Regions from separate parts of the Mus musculus genome. Here all the other regions are linked to region 3. A link is a contact called in public ChIA-PET and HiChIP or PLAC-seq data. All regions are on one chromosome and are shown on one strand. Each heading gives the region's core, a stretch centred on a gene start, on an enhancer-like site or on the middle of the called end of the contact. The rest is flanking DNA. Distances are from core to core; before and after follow the strand shown.

Region 1 (3,929 bases), core at 1,184-3,683, 700 kb before region 3:
TTGGCTGGAAGCCCATGAAGCTTCCAGTAAAATTCATACTTTTGAAGATCACTGCCTGAGACTTATATTAATAATATAACAATTTTAGGAGCAAAACCATTGATATAAAAATATAAAGTGATGTTAGTTACCCAAAAGTCTTCATTTAAAGAAAATAATACCATATTGATCATTTTTGAAGTTATCTCCACTGGGGGGGGTATATTTCAACTATATGCAATGTAGGGTACTGTATAGATAACGTAAGTTAATTTCCCAGGTTAATCACTTACTTCCTCAGTAAATGATGCTTTGAACAGCAGTAGAGGAAATCGAAGATTTGAAATTAAACACACAAAAGCTTGCCTCTGTTGAATAACAGTGTGTAACGCACAGAAGTGGTTATGTCTCTTAGCATTCTATAAGGGGTAGTGCTCAGAGCAGGTCCCCTAGTGCAGACACAAGGGTTTCTGCACACTGACTACTCAAGGTGGCGTTTCTTACCAATACAATCATGTTGGGCTGAGTTCTTCCTAAAGACCCACTGTTCTCCTGTAAGCCACCCTTGACTGCCTCGGGATGACATGAGGATTGTGTTTATACTGGCACAACCGGAACATCACATTCCGGTGACCCTAGGGTCTACAAAGGCATGCAAAGCACTCTATGGCAGAACCAGAGATAAAAGGAGAGGCAGTCACCTGTCAACCCTGTTCTTACGGCAGTTAAGGTTCGCTCAGGGAAGGACAGACAAGCCCATGCTTCTGTAAATACTCCCTCCTCAAGGACTCCATAAAGGAACTGAATCAAACTCATTGGGACAGCCAAATAATCAGGTGGAAAATAAGAAAGTAGGAGGAATGGGTGAGGGAGGAAAGGGCAGGAGAGAACAGAAGAGGGTAACTGGGGAGGGACGGGATGAAACACATTAATACTGTATGATGAGAATGAAGCAATGAAACCACAGTGCAGGGTAATTAACATATGCTAATAAGACAAAAAGTACTACTAGTTCCTCTGGGTTACTTCCTCCTTATAGGAAAGTTAGAGGATGAGCTAGCAAGCTGTTCATAGTCCTGGAACAAGCCAACCGTCAGGCCGGGAGTATGAACTAGGGCATACCTAGTTCTTGGAGGCGTTAACTTTAGACAGGCCTTTATTGTTAACTTCTCAACTCTTTCCTACATTCTGGACAGAAAGGTTTGCCAGTGAGATGGGCATAACTACAAAATACATCTAAAGGGCAATTTTAATTGCTTCTTAAAAAGTTTAGTAAACTTTATATTAAAAAACCTTGCAAATAGATAAGAAAAAAATCACACTCAAAAATTAACCAGACCCAAGCTTAATGTTAAGTAAAGGGAAAGAGATTTAAAATGTTATTTCGAGAGAGATGTAGTCAGCAGCAACAGAAGAGACCAGAGTTCAGTCAGACAGATTCTCCAAAAGGACACCTTAGAAGAAACAGTGGTGCTCAATAAATGCATGTGCCCAGAGGTACAATTAAAACTCATCATATAATTCTGATCTTTGACTTGGCAATAAACTGACAGGCAGTACATAAACAGTACACAGTGAGGCAGAGAACTTAGGGTCTTTTCCCTGCTTTACAACTAATTCTGAACAAGTTTCCCAATCCTATCCGATTTCTTAGTTTCTCCATCAATAAATGGGTAAGTCAGAAAGTGAGATGGCGTTAGAGAGTGTGTTCTGAAGACGAAGGAAGGGCCATCAGACAAGAATTCCAGGCAACTTATGGGATGATAGATGAAAGGAAACACAGACTGCAGAAGGACAAGGCCCTGCAGGCGCACTTCAGAGTGATAATGAATCTATATTTACTTATGCCACCAAGCTTATAGTAATTCGCCTCTGCAGGGACAGGAAATTGATACACACGCATGCCATGAAATCCTTCTACAATCCTCCCTTCTCTGCAGCACTGTGAACTGTCTGAATGTCTACTCCATCCTACTTCGAGCAGCTGAGTGGAGGAAACAGACATTAGGAAGGACATCTTTGCAGATACCTTTGAAGACTTCAACAGACTGTGTTGTAAAGCCATCTAACAGGTTGGAAAGGGATGACTAATAGAATCCTTCACACCTGCAGCCTGTGGCTTTAAAGAAGCCCACAGTAGAAGTCCTTTATCTTACACAGTGACATTAGAAACAGAAACTTAGTACAGATCTAAGTAAACACCTCCCATGAACTCAAGCCAACAAACCTAGCAGGACGCAGGATCATAATGCTGCATAGAAGCAGCAGCAAGCTGGCAACTTCACCTTCCGGCTACCCTTTTGTTATTTTTAAAATATGAATTTGATGAATACTAAAAAATTATTTGTTTATTAGCCGAGGAACAGCAGACATGACATCATGGATACAGCAAATGGAACAAAAGAAAAAGGGCTGGTGGCCCCTGGGAGTAGCAGCTGGGCCACTCCCACTAGGACGGTACCTGCTCCAGTTCCTGCTCTGCATACTGGCGCCTGCTCAGCTCACACTCTGCGCCCTCCCTCAGCTCCCGCAGCCGACAGGCCTCCTCCTTGGCATAGTTGATTTCATCCATCATTTTCCGTTCCAGATTTTGCTTTTCTACAGCAACAGTTCTGTTTTCTTCCTGTGCCTTTTCAAGTCTTAGAGAACAATACATTTTTTAAAATGTATCACTTAAGTATCCAAAATTACATTTCAATGAAAAATAACTGTTTCAAACAATATTATACTTTTTAAATTTATAGTATATTATGAATTTATAGTATTTCTATTAATCTCAAATTAGGGTAAATACCAGGCAACCTATTATTTATCCATTTTTTTGTTATCTTGGGCTCACAAGGATCACAAAAAACAGTCTCTGCAAAAAAGACTTTAAAAAAAACCTTATAAACATTTAAATCTATTTAAAAGTAAGGTTCAACTACATTCTACCTATATCTGATTTGCTTCCTATGATCTTCTACACATTTATTCCCAAATTTTAATTCTTCAAAAATACAAAATGAAATAAACATGTATTCCTAATATGAACACTAACCTAACCTAAATGTTTACATGCATATTCATGTAACATTTCACAAGCATATTTACTTATGTGACATCAGAGCTAGGACTGGTTTTGGTAATGAATTTTGTATTATTCTGGATTTTGAGAGAAGTTTTTAGTAGTAGAAGCTGATCCTGATCTCACTAGCTACACGGCCAACAATGGCCTTGGCCTGATCCTCCTAGCCCCACCTCCCAGCGTTAGCCACCACGTCCATATGCAGTGAGATGCCTCGGTTACCTCTCTTGTAAGTCCATGAGACTCTGCTCTGCAGTCTGCAGACTCTCTAAGTCTTTCATCATTTTTGCAACATGTTCCTTTGATGTCTTATTTTGTGTATAAGCAAACCAACAACCCCCAACACCAATTACTATGGAAATTGTGAGAATAAAATCCTTCATCCAGTTATGAGGTGGGCCTACAAAAAGAAAAAAAAGCAGATACTTAAATTAATTTTTGAGTGTAATACAATGTAAATATACAGAAAAGCAGACTTCCAAAGCAAACAAAACTAAATATCTCCTTCCACCAGTTACAAATTCTAGCTTTATAAAATCACAACTCTTCAAACAATCAGTATGCTTATTTGATCTATCTAATATACAAGACCTGCAGAAAGGCAAAGAAAACCACATATGGCTATAACAGGCTTTCCTTGTTGTGATTGATCTCCTGCTACTGAAAGAAAACCCCCCAGAGAGAAGGGATCCCATAACTTGCTTCTTCCATTTCCTTCAGTTAGGCCAGGTCATTGTCACTAGGCACAAGCTGGAGAATCAGTCACTCACAATAAAGCATTTCCTCAAGTATGCGGATTGTAATAAATTACTTTCATCAGTGGTCCATACTGCAGACAACTACAGTCTCGGGGGGGGGGGGGGGTCTGTTTAGATTTCTGCTT
Region 2 (3,654 bases), core at 1,081-3,580, 640 kb before region 3:
ATATAAAGAAATGTGTCGGCAGTCTTAGAAAAGGAGTATTGCTACCACTGATACTGCCTGACTGAGAAAGCAACTGACAGATCCAAAAAGCATCTATGTCCGGTGGGGAAGGAAGGTTCCAGAGTGACATTCCCAATCTCCAACATACACAATTTCTACCTTACTTATCTTCTGGACAGGGTATCTCACTTCAATTCACATTTCTCTTGAACACACAACTTTTTAAGTGTGAACTTTGCTCTCACAAGCTTAAATTTAGACTCCTATTCCCACATATGTGGCAAGCTTTGGAGAAACCACAGAGCCTGCACAAGGCAGGGCCTGGCTGGTAGAAATGTGTCACTAGGAAGAGCTACAAAAGGTTAGCCACACCTTATCTCTAGTCCTGCTTGCTGCTTCTTGGACCACTGCTATGTTAGATCCACTGCCTAAGTCTCTATCACTACACACTCAACAGTCCACTAGGCCTGTTCCTCCGTAGTAAACTCATGACCTCTGAAAACACAAGCCAAAATGGATAAACCCTTAAGTTGCTTCTGTTAGATATTTGGCAATGGGATTAGCAATGGGAAATAGCCACACCTCTGTGGTAAATATTTTGTGTCATAACTTTACCTCAAATTTGAATAGTCTCACTATCTGCCTCAATGGGTGTCATGTTCAATGGCTTAAATGGCTTAATGCTTAAGTGGTTTAAAGGTATATAAATATTCAAGGCTAAATATTAACTGCAAATCATTTATCTAGCAAATGACTGATTCTAGGTCAAAAGCCACATGCACAATAAGTTTTTAAAAAAGTTAGTTTGATAACCATACAATGGCAGACATCTGTGAGTAGTATATAAATAAGAAGAAAACCTTGCGTATGCCCACAGAAAGAAAATCTTCAAGGTAAAAGTGACATTTGTATTGGTTCTTCAAAGTTCTCCATGAAGACACACACAGGCAAGAACATATGTGGCAAATAGTTACATTAAATACAGTGATAATGGAAATATGAAATGTCTATCATATTATAAAGTATACATAAGAAATTGTGGTTATTTATTTCATCTTGACTAAATAGGCGTTGTTAACATTCAGAGAAAAGACCTGCTTGTAGAAAGATCTAAAGACTATTCTGAATAAAGCAAAAAATAATACATAAAGTCTTCACTGGCAAAGAAGCTCATGTTTGCAGTTTCCTCTGCCAGCACTAGGCTTTCTCCCTGACATACCATGGCTGACCAACTCCCTTCACCCCAGGCTACCCAGCCTCGCCTGTGCTCTCTGCTGGCTCCATGCTCTCCATAGCCCCTGTCACAGTGTGCAGCACTTCCCAGGTTACCAGCCTGGCCTGTGTTCTCTGCTGGCTCCATGCTCTCCACATTCCCTGTCACAGTGTGCAGCACTGTGCCTTTCTCTCCTCACTAACTCCCACACTGAGATGCAGTCATGAAATCACAGGCTTTGTTTTGATCAGTCCTCTCCACACTACCTAGAACAGGATCTGACTCACAGAAATGCTCAAAATTATTTGTTTACTGAATTACTTATTAATTGGCTTTTAAATATAAATGTTTGGAGAAGTCTTTTAAGAAATTACTCAGGGGACTAGAAAGCTAAGTGTATCAACTGACAACTTCTCACCCCTTTATGGTCGAGGGTAAATCTAAACAGGCAGTACAAATTTCATGATTCTGTACTTTGCTCAATTGTTTCATGTTCATCTAAGGCTTAACATGAAGTCTATTCACTCTCAGATATTATTATTTACTTACTGAACAAAATAAACAATACACAATGCAAAAATATCCAACTGCAACTTTAAAATGCTAAGCACAGCCTTCCCAGGGCTCCTTTAGTAGCGAAGGTAACGATAAAGAAACTCTGTGAGGTCAAGGACAGAGACTGTTCTGACCCATACTCCACCTATAATATCACTATAAGATGCATAATAAATGATGTGCTTGAGTTGACACGTCCACAGTTGTCTCTGCTGTGACCTATGAAAGAGATACTTTAAAGGGACAATAAAAGTAAGTTCAGGAAGGAAATAAGATGCACTCTGGAACCCACAAATAATAAAACCCGCTAGCAGGGTGTCAACCAGCAGTGCTCTGGTCTTTTCTGCTCCCCTCTTCTCAAACTCTCCCCACAGCTTCTTGTGGACTGTGGATGGGAGGCAGGGCAAGGACATTAAGCAACAACACTGTGCAGGGCAGGCTCATGCAACAAAGCATGGTTCTCCAATAAGCTAATCTTACTGCCCAGTTTAGAGGAAGAAACCACTATCAACTGAAGGTGGTGCCGTAACAGGAAGTGACTCTGCAGAGACAGCCTGGGCTATCGTCAGTGAAGATCAAAAACACCAAGCCTAGGGTTCTGAGGGGACTACTGGCTCAAGTGAGACACCTGCCCACACCGAGTTCCATCTGCACACTAAGGTGGCTTATGGTTAGGGTGGAAGTGACACAGAAAAGTGTCAAAGGAGAAACTTGTTGAGAACTCAGTTATCTGGTGGAGTACAAATCCTCACTCCAGACAACTTTGTTTTACAATTGTCCACATGTCATTGATGAACATACACACTGTGACATGTAACCACCCAAAGGCTTTACTTTATAAAGCTCACTTTTATTGTTGTACACTTTATGGGTCTGCTTAAGTCACTGAAACACGCAGCCACACTTAAAATATCACAGAGGGTAGTAGGACTGCCTCCCAACCCTGTGTTCTGCCTGTTCATGCCTCACTCCCAACTCCTGGCAAATAGTGATCTTCTTAGTTTTGTCTTCTATCATAGTTTAGATCCTTACTACACAACCTTTAAAGTTAGGCTCCATTTGACTAGAAAACCAGTGACACAGCTCAGTCAATGAGTATGCTACATAAATAAGAACTAAGTACCCTGTTTTAAAAATAAAAGTCTAGGCCCAGCAGAAGGCTGCACCTATGATCCCAACTAGTCAGACAGACACAGGAAGACCCTGGACTTGCTGGACAGCCAACACAGTGGTACATGAAAGCTCCGGGTTCATGACAACCTTGTATCAAAATGTAAGAGTGACTGAAAGACTCTGACATCCACCTCAGGCCTCCACAGCACCCACATTAACTCACGTACATACTTGCACACACACACACACACACACACACACACACACACACACACTCGCAGGAACAAAGAATCATGTTTCTTTATACTGGTTCATTTCCTTTTATGCTAAATAATATCTCATTGTCTGGATGAACCACCTAGTTTATCTGTCCATTCTCTGCTGGTAGACATCTTGGCTGCTAAGCTTTACTATCAAGAACAAAGCTATGTGTAGGTTTTTGTAATTATCCAACTCTTCCAACAAGTGGAATCTCTGGACTTCACAGAAAACTGGTAAGTTTTATAAGAAATGGCCAAACTGCCTCCTAACACCATTTATACCATTGTCCACTGCCAGCAGGGTATGAGTCCCTGGTGTTCCACACTTGGTCAACACTTCCTACCGTCAGCGCTCGTGGTCTTCCAAACTGAGGGTATGACATAGCTCACTGTTTTCACTGGCATTTCACACAAGCATAATGTGGAATGTGTCTTCATATGCTTATCTGAATCTTCTTGATAAGATATGTTGCCTATGTATTTGTCACCCAAGACTGTCTATCTATCATAGCA
Region 3 (3,665 bases), core at 696-3,195:
AGTGAGCTTCTAGGCTTTATCCCTCTCCATTTCCCCTGGCCACAGCCACCCTCTTACCCTCCCATTCCACCCAATCCCCCGCCCCCTTCTCATCCCTTAATGTTGTCCCTACACGAGACTGAGCCTTCCGATTCAGCCACATCTTTCTACCACAAGCCATGGCCCTGACAGCTCTCCTGTCTAGAGTTGGAGTGGTATCCCACGAAGGACTCAGCATCGATCTCTCCTCTTTCTTGGTTTGTCTTAGTTTAAAATGGTTTTCCCAGATGTAATTTTTCTTCAGTCTGGAATTTTGCTCTGTTTGCTTCAAACTTCACTATGAATCCAAGTTTAGAATCAGGACTATTATAAATAGCATTTGTATAGATCAGGCATTTGGGGAAGCCATGCTTTAACCATGAAATAAGTCTCCTACTGAAGATGACTCCATCCTCCATCCCTTGGCACTTCCATTTACCTCTTCTCACACCCTTCTCTCATGTAGAGTTTGAGGAAATAGTAGCAAGTCACCCGCAGGGCTTCCCCAGAAGGAGTTGCTAAGTTTAAGTGCTAATTAGCTCAGTTGCCAAAGTGTAAGTGCAGAGACCTGAGTTCCATTTCTAGAGTTCACGGGCCAAGTGTGGTGGTACATGCTGTGATACATGCTGGGGTCACAACACAGGAAGGCTGAGGCAGGAGGATCCCCCTGAGCATCACTAACCAGCCAGCTTAGCCTAGCCAGCAAGCTCCAACCCAACAAGTGACAAGCTAGGTGGATGACATCTAAGGACCAGTAGTCAGAGTTAACAGGTAAGGGAGGGACGATGCAGAGAGGGTGGTGGTGGTTGGCGTAAGGTTAAAAGAGAAGGAATTTTCAAAGCTTTATCAATATTTAGTAGATTTGACACTGAATTAGGACCTTTGATGTAGAAAGGGGTTTTAAAACAGTAGTAGTTTCTCTATTTGGGAGTGGTGGTATAAAGAAGACGCTGTCACTTCAGTGCTCATTTTAACCAGTATCTGGCCCAGAGGTTGGGGACCATCATGATATGAAGGCGAATCCATGACACTTGGATGATTCTGGCTGATGCCCACCTGTCATTTATCTCAAACACCCAGAGAGAGGGGCGTTTCCAAGGAACTGTATCTAGAACCCTGTCTCTGGTTGGTTACTTCAGCTGTAATATCCCCTACAGATCCAGATCCAATGCTATTTTCCAATATGTCTTCAAACCCTGTTTTCGGGGCACTCTCTCTCTACCAGCCTCCTCAGGGGCACACTAGTTTCCACCTCAGAAACTTTGTCCCTGTTTAGACATTCCCAGGACATCTCTCTTCTACCTGTTGCCCCAACCCAAACTTCCAAGTTCCTACTGACTCTCAGATGAGCCAAGCTGCCCTTGACTTTTCCAATACCCAATGATTTCACAAGTATTTTTTTGGGGGGGGGATCATGATCAGTATTGCATTTGGGGTGTGTGTGTGTGTGTGTGTGGTGTTCATTTATGTATTTTACATGAGTTTTACATATCAAACTTGGGTTCTCAGGTTTGCAAGGCAATTGCTTTGAGGCCTGAACATCTCAGTCCTGTCCTTGATCTTTGATGATCTCTTAGAGTTGTTTCGATTGTTCCTGAAGGAAAAGGTTGTATGTGTCTTAAGCTTGTTCTGTATGTCTAAACTGCCTCTCCCATGCTGGCCATGCTTAATATCATCCTGCAGTGGTACATGTTCTGGAAGTCTTCACTGGGCCTGCAGTTGATGTGTCTGTGTTTGCACAGCTTCCCTTTATCTCTGCAGGCTCTGACCAGAGTTTGCCCCCGGCCTTACCCAATTACAGGAAAAATAGTGTTCAAAGTAGGAAGCTAGTTCTACGAATCCACATTTCCTCTGTTAGGCAATGAGCTAGCTGCATGGGGCGCAGCATCTGCTGACACATAGCACACTCATTCGGTTTGATTTCATTTATGTCAGAAAAAGACTATTTCCATTCAAGTCACACGCGGTGAAGGGTAGTGTGGTAAAGCGAGTCATTTTACTCCCTTTAACAGCAGCTTCCTCTTCTAGAATTTTCCAGCTCCAAGGCTTGGCAGGTTCTATGGTTTTGTGGCTACTCGAGGCTTCGAGCAATGCATCTAGCAGATACATTTGTAGACAAAGGGAAAGACTCTGGGTTTCCCCTTGCCTCTCTGTTCTGGGTCTGATGTTAGCAGATGGAAATAGAGATGTTTGTTATCAGTGGCCTAGGCTTTCTCTCTAACCCGGATGGATGTAGCTAAAGATAGTTATGGTCATGCACCCGGGCGTTTCCTCTGTTAACTCTAGGACCCTGTCTGTTATCCTCTAGCTAAGACTCTGTGTTCACCTCGAGGATGGTAACATTAACTGGTCTGCTCAGGGACATCTAGATGACTTCTTTTTGAGAAAAAATCTTTTGTTAGTCTTCTTCCCACTGTGTGAATCTAATACTGAAGCTTTCTGCTTCTAGATTTTTCGATGGGGCCTGTGAGAAACTCAAGGCTTGCATCACTGACTCATAGGGAAACAAATGGAGGCTTATTAGATGCCCTTTCTCTCTCTTATGTGGTGTGAGCAACAGCAAGAGTGTCTACCACTGTCAGCTGTCATTTCATGAGTTTCTATTTCTGTGATTTATGTCTCTGCTGTGTCATTTCAGGTGTCGCACCTTGGGGATGTTATGGCTAAGATAGGAGGTGATTTTCACTCATCAAAAATCGGCCCTTGTGTTTGACAGGGAAAGAAGGAAACCATTCTGTTATTAGTCTTTTAAGTGAATATTAACATCCCCATAAATCGATGATCACTGAAGAGCTCTAAAGTCTTTAGAGATTTAAAGATCTCTAGAAGAGAGATCTAAAGTTAAGTTTAATTTAGAAATGTCTATTACCTAATAGCTGCTTGGGTTAATAGGTTTCTAAGGCAGCTAATTTATTTGGGGCATGTTTTCAAAGGGAGTTGATTGGATGCATGTTTGTACTTCTAAAGGATTTACCAAAGAAGGTATTATTCAGTGGAAAGGGACAGGGGGATTACTGCTCCTCGTTATGTGAAGTTAGTGTGATCTATGTGCCTTGACTTCTGTGTACGTTCAAAGACACAGCTCTTCTTTGATATCTACAAGTAATGATGTTATGGGGTGCAAGGAAGCAAAAGAGGGAAACCTGAGTTTCAGAATAGAGTAAGCTGTTTGGATGAACACTGACACCGAGTAGGTCTCTTGTCCTCTTCTACGTATTCAAAGTTCTTCAAATAAATGTGCACATGCAGGAAAGGAAAAGAAAGAGAAAAGCCATCATTTGGTCTCAACAGTGTATCAGCCTAATTATATTAGACACTGGAGACCTGTGTGACTCCACTTTTGATCCATTCTTACGTGAAGTTCATTATTATCTGTTTTTAATCATTGCTCACTTCAAGAGTAGGACAATGGAGATACAGGAGAAACTTTGAAAGCATTTGGGGGCCTTCCCGAAAGCTTTGAAAAGCATTTCTTTGGAAACATTTCTGCTGAGGCAGCGGGCTGGGTGTGAGTGGGTGTTGGGATGGGTGTCTGGGCTTCCCCTTTTCAGATCTGTTTACCTTACACAAATCTCCATAGAAACAAGGCTTGTTTCTGAGGTGACTTGAGGGTTGCCCCGGAGGAACAAGCAGAAAGACAGAGAGCT

Evidence for each region. ChIA-PET counts read pairs in DNA pulled down with a chosen protein or histone mark. HiChIP or PLAC-seq counts read pairs in DNA pulled down with a chosen protein or histone mark.
Region 1: a contact with region 3 is called in an RNA polymerase II ChIA-PET map of effector CD8 T cells, with 11 read pairs. The contact joins two enhancer-like sites. A contact is called at or near these places in 4 of 115 datasets of contacts at active chromatin or transcription factors (CD8 T cells, effector CD8 T cells, embryonic stem cells and 1 more).
Region 2: a BATF HiChIP or PLAC-seq map of CD8 T cells shows a contact between it and region 3, with 7 read pairs. The contact joins two enhancer-like sites. A contact is called at or near these places in 3 of 115 datasets of contacts at active chromatin or transcription factors (CD8 T cells, effector CD8 T cells and embryonic stem cells).

The regions. Positions count from the first base shown.
Region 1 is chr5:54,103,910-54,107,838 of GRCm38.p6, reverse strand. It overlaps Stim2 (stromal interaction molecule 2), which reads right to left. Exons shown (of 12, transcript NM_001081103.2): 6 at 3,269-3,446; 7 at 2,441-2,618. Among named protein-coding and RNA genes, the nearest start is that of Stim2, 110 kb to the right of the region's middle. Within about 2 kb of position 2,433, at least 15 of the 459 cell types and tissues checked have an H3K27ac peak or open chromatin away from gene starts, as enhancers often do. A contact at or near this core is called in CD8 T cells, effector CD8 T cells and memory CD8 T cells, where this site is marked.
Region 2 is chr5:54,044,362-54,048,015 of GRCm38.p6, reverse strand. The region is part of intron 1 of Stim2 (stromal interaction molecule 2); the gene reads right to left. Among named protein-coding and RNA genes, the nearest start is that of Stim2, 48 kb to the right of the region's middle. Within about 2 kb of position 2,330, at least 106 of the 459 cell types and tissues checked have an H3K27ac peak or open chromatin away from gene starts, as enhancers often do. A contact at or near this core is called in CD8 T cells, where this site is marked.
Region 3 is chr5:53,401,166-53,404,830 of GRCm38.p6, reverse strand. No RefSeq gene overlaps it. Among named protein-coding and RNA genes, the nearest start is that of Gm40303, 140 kb to the right of the region's middle. Within about 2 kb of position 1,945, at least 109 of the 459 cell types and tissues checked have an H3K27ac peak or open chromatin away from gene starts, as enhancers often do. A contact at or near this core is called in CD8 T cells, effector CD8 T cells and memory CD8 T cells, where this site is marked.